Linked DNA regions of Mus musculus: all the other regions are linked to region 2. The links are chromatin contacts, called in public promoter capture Hi-C maps. All regions are on one chromosome and are shown on one strand. Each heading gives the region's core, a stretch centred on a gene start, on an enhancer-like site or on the middle of the called end of the contact. The rest is flanking DNA. Distances are from core to core; before and after follow the strand shown.

The links. Promoter capture Hi-C pulls out the DNA fragments that hold promoters and counts their contacts. Capture Hi-C pulls out chosen DNA fragments and counts their contacts.
Region 1: a promoter capture Hi-C map of adipose tissue shows a contact between it and region 2, with 4 times the contacts expected there. The contact joins the promoter of Tpm1 here to the promoter of Map2k1 in region 2. A contact is called at or near these places in 1 of 39 promoter capture datasets (pre-B cells) and 2 of 9 other capture datasets (adipose tissue and liver).
Region 3: a contact with region 2 is called in a promoter capture Hi-C map of erythroid cells, with 21 times the contacts expected there. The contact joins the promoter of Usp3 here to the promoter of Map2k1 in region 2. A contact is called at or near these places in 2 of 39 promoter capture datasets (erythroid cells and liver).

What each region holds. Positions count from the first base shown.
Region 1 is chr9:67,047,544-67,050,729 of GRCm38.p6, forward strand. Tpm1 (tropomyosin 1, alpha) reads right to left here and starts at 1,670. Exons shown (of 10, transcript NM_001164248.1): 1 at 1,476-1,670; 2 at 243-368. The coding sequence starts at 1,589.
Region 2 is chr9:64,252,111-64,255,228 of GRCm38.p6, forward strand. It overlaps Map2k1 (mitogen-activated protein kinase kinase 1), which reads right to left and starts at 1,495. Exons shown (of 11, transcript NM_008927.4): 1 at 1,103-1,495. The coding sequence starts at 1,182.
Region 3 is chr9:66,591,845-66,594,699 of GRCm38.p6, forward strand. Usp3 (ubiquitin specific peptidase 3) reads right to left here and starts at 1,271. Exons shown (of 15, transcript NM_144937.4): 1 at 940-1,271. The coding sequence starts at 1,030.

The DNA.
Region 1 (3,186 bases), core at 420-2,919, 2.8 Mb after region 2:
CAAAGGGGAGGAGGTAAAGAAGAGGAAAAAGAGAAAAAGGGAAAGGACGGAATAAAAATGAAACGTGAGCAGCAGTAGAGGCGGCATCCAGTGCTCTGGGCCACGGCCAGGCTGTGTGCAGGTGTCCCTGCAGGAGGAGGTTCGCCCTCTTCCTTTGCTCTGCAGCCCCTGTGGTGGCCCCCCGCCCCCCAGAGTGGCCACACGGACAGGAGGTGAGGGAGGCAGTGTGAGCGTGCACTTACATCTGTGGCCTTTTTCTCCGCCAGCTCCAGTTTCTCCTGGGCATCTTTGAGAGCCTCGGAGTATTTGTCCAGTTCATCTTCAGTGCCCTTGAGTTTCTTTTGCAGTGACACCAGCTCATCTTCCAGCTGGGAGTTGGCAGTGGAGTACGGGGAGGGGGGAAGGGGGAGGGGGTGGGGTGCGGCAGGCAGCGTGATCCCGCAAGGTGCGGGTTGAGGGTGCATAGACCATAAAGGACAGGGACAGCGGGAGAGAGAGAGAGAGGGAAAGACAGGGAGGGAGAGAGAAAGAGAAAGAGTTAGCCATTCGTGTGCAGTGCCTCGCCGCGCGCCCGGGGTACCTTGGCGGCGGTCTCGTCGGCAGCCAGGAGGCTGTCCTCCGCCTTGTGCAGCTCCTCTAGCACCCGGTCCCGCTCGTCCTCCGACGCCCGCAGCAGCTTCTCTTTCGCTGCGATGTCCTCCTCGAGCTGGGGTAGCGGCGAGCGGGCGCGGGCGGCCGGCATGGACCGGGTGGGAGACACATAACAAATGGGTGCCAGGTTGGCTGGAGCCCTGGGGCTAAGGGATCGCTGCTTTGGGGCTCAAGGGACCCTAAGATATCTCTCCCAGAGATCTCACTCAGTGACTCATCTCGCACACCACCCCCCAACCCGGGACCACACGCTCCGGCCGGCCGAGGACAGCAAGCTCAGGTTCTCAATTTGAGGGACTGCCGAAACATGTCCTTGTTTGGCTAGCTTTCCGTGTGTCTCCCATTCTGTCCCATCTTTGTTCTTAGGAAATAATTCAGTGACTCCCTCCTCTTCCCTTCAAAGTCTTCATCCCGTGTTGAGGGATCTTTCTCCCCAACCAAAAAGTCCAAAGAACTTCGGACACCTTAGGACTTGAGCCTTGCTCCGCTCCCCCACCCTTCCCTCCAGGCAACCCGGGAACTTGTATCCTTTCTCTCTTCCTCTTTCAAAACTGATTCCCAACCCTAAGAGTCAAGAGCCTCTCTAGGGAAGAAGCTCAGTGGACCTCGCAGACCGTGGGAGTCAGAGAAGGGCCACGAGCGTCCTCGGACGAGACAGAAAAGTTAGAATCAGTCTAACTCTCGCGCTTCTCCTTTTCTTTTTTAAACGTGCGCCCCTGGACACCCTGGCTGGGGATGGGATGAGGAAAGGGAGCCAGTTCGGGTCCCGGGGCTGAGCGACCCACGCTAAGCTGGGGCATTGGAGGTTGGGGATAAATGCAGACCTGCTTGCTCCGGTCTTCCGCCGCCTTCTTATCAGCCTCCGCTTGCTCAGCTCGATCCAAGGCGTTCTCTTTGTCGAGCTTCAGCATCTGCATCTTCTTCTTGATGGCGTCCATGGTGGCGGTGGCGAGGGGCCCTTAGGCAGCGGAGCGAGAGGAGACGCGAGCGCGGTGGGGTAGCAGAGCCGGAGTGCGAGCGCGGAGCTGCCTGCTGCTCCCTGATATGTACTTTCCCAGGGGGGCGACCGCATTCCTTAGGACAGCCAATACTTTTTTGGAAAAGCTTGTTCCTCCTTCCCCCTTTCCCAGTCTCCTGCCTCCGCCCCGTGCCCCCTCCTCGCTCCTCCCGCGGGGGCCCGCACGCCCATTCGCTGCCGCCTGCCGGCCTCCCAGTTGACGGTGGATATGACTATATATGGGGACCCGAGCCTCCGAGGCCGCGGCCGGGCGAGGCCGTCCTATTTCTAAACCTGCACGCCTGGGAAAGAGCGCCGGGACCTCGCTGGAGAGGAGCCCGGCACTGGGCGAGAGTCTCTAGCCACCTCTCAGAGCCATCGTCTGGCGGTCAAGGTCCCCAGAAGAGCCTGCCCGGAACCACCCGGAATAGGGCAGGTGGTGTGTGCGCACCGGCTCACTCTGCCTCCAGGTCCTGGGGTGCTGCTCATTGTAAGGTCCGGGGGCTGCCAGTCACGGCCACTGCCCCTCCCCTCTGGGCCTGGGAGCTCTCGGTACCCAGCTGGGTCCTTGTGGCAGCACTCAGCCCACTCACCAGTTGTCGTCCTGGGCTCTCACGGTCTGGACATTTCAACCAGAGCAGAGAAATAGAGGTGGAGGAAGGTTTGAGGGCCATTCCTGAGACCCTGTCTCTCTGCCCCTGATAGTGGACATAGTGACACACAGGCAGTCTCGAGTCTTTTCACCAAACTGGGGGTGGGTAGTAAAATACTTTAGGGACTTAAGGCCCAAAAGTGCCTGCGCTGTGCTTTGGAAAGGGCAGAGGGAGTGTGTCAGTGTGTAGCGGTCTAGGCGTTTTTCTTCCCTGTGGGAGTCAGTGGTGTGAGTGTGAGTGTGTGTGTGTGTGTGTGTGTGTGTCTGGTCTTTAGTCATCGGCAGCTGTGATTTGTAACAGCTTCAATGCTGTAGCTTCCCTCCATTTATTCATTTGCATGTTTTACTAGAGTCGGTTACTTATTTGGGGGGCGGGGTCATGGAGGTGCATTCGTGCTTTGGTGGACTGTAGAGGTCAGAGAGCAACTCTTTAAGAATCCAACACAGGGGGCTGGTGAGATGGCTCAGTGGGTAAGAGCACCCGACTGCTCTTCCAAAGGTCCGAAGTTCAAATCCCAGCAACCACATGGTGGCTCACAACCACCCGTAATGAGATCTGATGCCCTCTTCTGGAGTGTCTGAAGACAGCTACAGTGTACTTGCATATAATAAATAAATAAATCTAAAAAAAAAAAAAAAAAAAAAAAAAAAAAAAAAAAAAAAAAAAAAAAAAAGAATCCAACACAGGTCTTTGTGCTTGATAGCAAGCTCCTTTACCTGCTGAGCCATCTTGTTAGTCCAGTTTCCTTGCTTGGATCCTTACAGGGAGTTGTCTCTCTCTGTAAGGCATTTGGATGCTGGTGCTGAAAACATGGTACAAATTAGCTAAGGAAATGGTTCTATCTGTAGCCTGATCTCTGCAGAGGGAAAGGGGCCAGCCAGCTCA
Region 2 (3,118 bases), core at 245-2,744:
TGCTGTACATACACACTGAACAAATGCTAATTATGCTGCTCAAAGACATATGTTACAAATCCAACGTCAAGGGCAATGTCAAGGACCTAAAGAAAAGATGTGTTTGAAGCAAGTCTTAATAATCTGGCTATGCTCACACAAATCCACCACTACCAGCCCTGCCATTGATACTACTGCAGGTATCAATGACAGTAACCATACCAACAGGTCCTGAGTTATTAAAATCTAGGGAAAGGAGGGAGGGGGGTTACAATAATCTCCAAAGGACAGAATGCCTGAAGCTACTTTCATTTTATCAGATACCTCTCAAGTCTCCTGACCTCAGGGAAAGATGAAGAAGAAACCCAACAGGTGGGCTCAGAAACCCACCTTATGAAATAAACTCTTATCTGTCTGTAAGCAACACTGGCCCCTGCAGATACCGAGCAACCTTTGGCTTTGTTTCCCTGGTCATCGTTCTTATGCCTCAAGTCAATTTCCGGCTCCCGGTCAACTAAGCAAAGCTGGGAGAATAACCGGTGAGGGGATGAACTGTTGCATGAACGGACAGATGAAGAGAGACTCCTCCCTCGAGCAAGGTACTTCTCAAGAAAAAGGCCACGGATGAGGGAGTCCCCAAAGTGAACCAGGGAAAAGCCATGGGGAAATCTGTGAACACACGCCCCCGCTGGCCAGGCGATCAACCGGCCACAAGGCCCCACAGGTGTCAGGCACCAAAAGTAAATGGGGCTCACCCATCCCAAGTCCACACTCAGACCCCGAGGAGGTCTCAAAGGTTAATGAGAAGCGACCTGAATTTGCTCTGCGTCTTGTTACAGGCCAGAATCCCAGAGTATGCCCTTTAGGCAATAGCTAGGGGGGGACGCATTAGGTTTCGTTTTCTTGGGCGAAGATTGATGTCGGTGGCCAGGGACGACAGACACTGTTGGGAAAGAGGGGGATCGGGACTTGTAGGGTGCACGGTCGATGTGAGTCAGGCACCCAATCAGTGCTTAGTCACTGATAGCCCGGCGGCCGGAGTTCCTCGCCCCCCGCCAGCCGGGCCGTACGTGACGAAGCCTCGCCTGGCGGTGGCGGCCTCCCGGCCACTCCCGGTACTCACTCGGCCGAGCTGGTCCCGTTAACCGCCGAGCCATCGGGGGCCGGGTTCAGCTGGATGGGCGTCGGCTTCTTCTTGGGCATCTTGCAGCCGGGAAAGAGCCTGCAACTCAGCAGGGAGCGCGCGGCCGCTTCTCGCTTCCTCCCTCGGCTCTGCCCAGAGTCGGGGCGGCTCGATCAACGCCGCGCTCCTGGGACCCTCCGCCCAACCCACGCGGAGAACCAGCTGCGCGCGCTCGCCGGCCGGGAACTCTCGCCTCAGCACACCGGTTCCTCGGGCTCGGACGGCTCCCTGCGCACTACCCACAGCTCAGCTACAGCCCCAGCTTGGAGAAAGTGCGGCCACCGCTGCTCCGGCGCTCCGAGACGCCGCGCACAGACGTCCCAGTGAGGGACTGGAGGGTGAGGGAGGGGCGGGGAAACGAGCAGGCCCCGCCCCCACGGGGGCTGCAGCGCTTCCCTCACGCCCGCCTGACTCCGCCCCCGTCGCTTCGCCGACAGCCAATGGGGACTAGCCTCAGAGGCAGATGACGCGGAAATACGTCACGGGAGGCGCGGCGCATTGGCTTGGGGCGGAGTTAAAGGGAGGCTTTCCGGGCGCCCTCTGCTGACCAGCGGTATCCAGGTGGCTGCTGTACGAGGTTCTTGCACGCAGGTCATCTTGCCTTTGAGTGGGGCTGCTTGGCCTATTTATCTCAACTCTTCTCCTCCCTTGGGCTGGGTCATTTTGACCCAGACAAAAGTACAAAATAAATAAGAAAAGGACCCCTTTTCGTGTCCTGAGGCCAAGCGGAATTGAGTAAGAGCAAACTAAATTGAACAAAAGCCAGGAGTGCACATTTTTAATTCCAGTACAAGAGGCAGAGGCAGGCTGATGTGTACGCATTCGAAGCCAGCTTGGTCTACACAGCCAGGGATACATTGTGAGACCCAGTCTCAAAATAAAAGAAAACTTGTCAAGAGACTCCTTAAACTAAACTGACATGATTTTTCTATTTTAATTCTACTAAAATGGAGGTACACAGCTGAGAACTCCGTGCTGCAGAGGTGGTAAATTAGTGAAGCCTATTTTGAGAGCAGATTGAAGTCTAATTAATGGGGTCAGCCGACCTAAATGTATCCAATCTCATATCCTCTTTTTCGTTTTCTAAGCCTTTTGGCAAAGTCAAGTTTGGAGTAGCCTGGACAGCTAGCGCAGAAGTTGAGGGTGTTTCTTGCTTTAACAGGACTCTAGTTGGGTTCCCTGCATTCGTGTTTGGGCAGCTCACAACCACCTGTAACTTCCAGCTGTAGTGGATACCATGCCTCTGGCCTCTGAGGGTACATGTACTCTTGTGTACATACCCAAACACACACAAACATCATTAAAAATAAAGTCAGGCACACACTTTTAATCCCAGCACTCGGTAGGCAGAAACAGGTGGAAATCCCTAGTTGGAGACTAACCTGGTCTACAGAGTGAGTTCCAAGACAGCCAGGACTACACAGAGAAACCCTGTCGTGAAAAACTAAAATGGCTGATGAGATGGCTCAGTGGGTAAGAGCACCCGACTGCTCTTCCAAAGGTCCTGAGTTCAAATCCCAGCAACCACATGGTGGCTCATAACCATCTGTAACGAGATCTGACTCCCTCTTCTGGAGTATCTGAAGACAGCTACAGTGTACTTACATATAATAAATGAATAATCTTAAAAAAAAGAAAAATTAAAATGATGATAATAATAAATCAGATAAATCTTTTTTTTTTAATCACCAGGACATAAATAGGTATTGAGGGGCATGCACTGACCAAACGGAGGCAGGAGGATCAGAAGGCTACCTAGCAAGTTCCTCCTCTACCTAGCAAGTTTCAGACCTAACCTGGGCCACATGAGACACTGTCTATCTTGCCCACCCCTTAAAGACTCTAGGTTTAGTCTACCAACTTCCCATTTAGTCTATCAGCATCAAGATAAACAAATATTGTTTTATCCTGTCTTTCTGTGATGGTTGTTGGAGCATAAGATGTGAATTTATCAAA
Region 3 (2,855 bases), core at 21-2,520, 2.3 Mb after region 2:
CTACAGCCCAAGCTGCCAGTGATAATCTTAAAGCTCATAAACAAAGACCAGCGTCGGCACCAGGGCCCTACCAGGAAGTAATCAAAGCCGGGTGGCCCGTCCGACCTTAAGTCCCGGCAGACAATGAGAGGGCACCGGGGCTTCCAAGGAAGCAGAAGGAGTTAACGCTTAAGCAACTCGAAGGCATAACATAAACCTACGAAGTGTCTTACACGCACTCGGGAATTCCCAACGAAATCCCTGCCAACCCGAAAAACTGCCTCGGAACAATCTTCGAAAGGCAAAACAAAAAAAAACAAAAAAACCCAAAACACCCAACCTCGAGCCGCCCCTCCAAAGCAGCTGTTGGCTGCCTTCTCCGGAGCTTTCGGAGCCCGCAGCCTGTTTTCAAACTTCACCCTCACAGGCTGAAGAGAGACTCCGAGGTGAGCAGCCCCCAGCGCAGTCCGCTCAGGGGCTGCGGGGGAGGCAGGAGCCTGTGGGAACCCGAGGAAACGCAACCCAAAGGGGCTCGCGCGCCGGCAGTCCAGACAAAGCTGCGCCCGCAGAGCGGCGCTTTGCCTGTCCGGCCCACGGGGGACCGCGAGCCCGACCCCGCCACACGTGCGGCCGCGCGCGGAGCCGGCCCTTAGGTTCGCGGAGCCTTGGGGTGCGAGCCGCCGCGTCATCCCGCCGCTGCGCGCTCGCCTCAGGCCCCCGCGGGCCTCTCCTCAGCCGGCCCGGCCGTCGGGCCGCGCGAAACAAAGGAGCCGCCACCGCGCCCGCCGCGCCGCGCCGCGTCCCCTCGCCCCGCGCGCCGGGCCCGCTTGCTCCCCTCAGCCTCCCCCCCCCCCCAACGAGGCCGCGCGCTGCCCCGCACCCGCGGCCCTTCGACGGCAAGGCCCGGGCCAGAGCCGGGACCTCGGGTGCGCGGCCGGCCAGCCCCAGAGCCGCACTCACCGCTGCAGCACCAGGACGACGGGGAGCCGTTGGGGAACTTGGCTGAGTCCGGGGCGATGCAGACGCTGGAGCTGAGGTGCGGACACTCCATGGCCACGAGGACGGCGGCGGGGACAGCCGAGGCTCTGGGGCGGAGGGACTTCAGAGGCTCCGTCTGGGGTCGCTTCTGACCCGGCACTGGGCAGACGGCGGCTTCTGGGTCCCGAGCCTTTGCGTCAAAGAAAGCAAGGGCTTCCGGGCGCCGGGTTTTGCCATCCGCCGTCTCCCGGCGCCCCGCTCCGGAGAACGTGAAAATCCGGACTCCTGGTTCTGCCGCCGCCCAGGGACAGTAGGCTTCCGCCTTCTCCGGCGGCCCCGCCCACCCTGCTGGTTACGCCCCCAGGCCAGCCCGGGCCCCGCCCCCACACTAGTCAGTGGGCGGGGCATTGGTGCTCACCCAGTGCTAGCAGCTAGTGTAAAGTCCTACGGGGATGTGAAGTGACTTTCCGAAATCTGCCCCCGGCCGCTGCAGCCGATTCTTGGGAACCCGACAAGTGTGGGTACTCATCCGGGGCAGAGCGGTCGGGACCGCTGCTTCTACTGCAGTGAGTTGGCTACAACAGCGAGGTAGAATATGTGACCACACCGCAAAGAGTACGGAAAATGAAAACCACTCACACCGACGTGCATTGAAGCCCCATTTTACACAGGAAGAAACAGACTTTTGGGGCGTGGCCCTCGATGGCCCAGCCGGCTGCAAAGAGCCCAGAACAGTCCTGACTTTCGTGTTCTCCCGGTAGCAGGCGGGGTCCGGAACTGTTCTGAGTTCTGAACTCTGGCCTGAGTGTGTCACCGGGATACTGCACGGCTGGGCCCACCGGAACGCCTGTGTTCGGGGTCCACGCCATGCCGTTATGACTCACTGATATCTCCTGCCCATTGTGGGTATTTTCATACCTATACCTCTTGAAGTTGAACGAAATAATCCAGTTTGCTGTACAAGGTCGCGGGTGCTAGGTAATAAAAAGAGGCAGTGTAACATTTGTTAGAAGCCCACCTGGCTCCCAGCCAGGCACTTTGCATACCACACCTCATTTAATCCTCAAAACACCCTCTCAAGCTGCTGCTACGGTCCCCTTTTTAACAAAAAGTGAAACCAAGAGTATAATTTGCTTTAGGAAGATTGGACCCCCGCACCCCCCCCCCCCCCGCTTCAAATCTCTCTCTAGAAAGAAGTGAAGAAGACAGGAGGAGCGTCTAGAGGTAGAGAGCCTGCCACCTCACATTCTCTGCCTTGAGGATATCTGGGGCTCCCACAAATCTAGCCTCCAAAGTTGGGCTTTCTTTCTTTGTTTGGTTGGTGGTGTTTAACCTGGTAAAGGGGCTTCTTTCCTTCATCCCCTGACAAGCAAGTGGAGAGGGAAGAACAATGTGCCAATCCATGGGGCAGGAAAGGAAAGGTCAGGAAATGATTAACTGGCTGGGCCGGATAGTGGTTAGTTAGCACTGGGCACCTCCCTGAAGTGCACGCCTCTAGCACCCCTTAAGCCACTTCCGTACACCCCACTACTGCACCCTGTAGCCTTCTGCCTGATAGTGTCCACCCACCTAGGACATCTCTGCCCAGGGTGGTATTTCAGATTCCTCAGTCCAAGCAACTCTACCACTTCCCCAAGTTGTATATGATTGCTGTCAAAACAAGGCTTGGACGGGTTTTGATGGTGAGAAATTGTGGAAAGTTGTTCAGATCAGCTCTGGCAGGTACTTCATGGCAAACCTTAGCTAGTCCTCTCGACTCTTTTTCCTCGCCTATCCACTGGCAAAACAGTACTTATCTGTGTGAATTCCTAACCTGTAGTAATTAACAGATAAGGTTTGTTTTTCTTATTAAAAAAAAAAAAAAGGAGATGACTGCTTCCTTGGGACGAGAGAGGAGA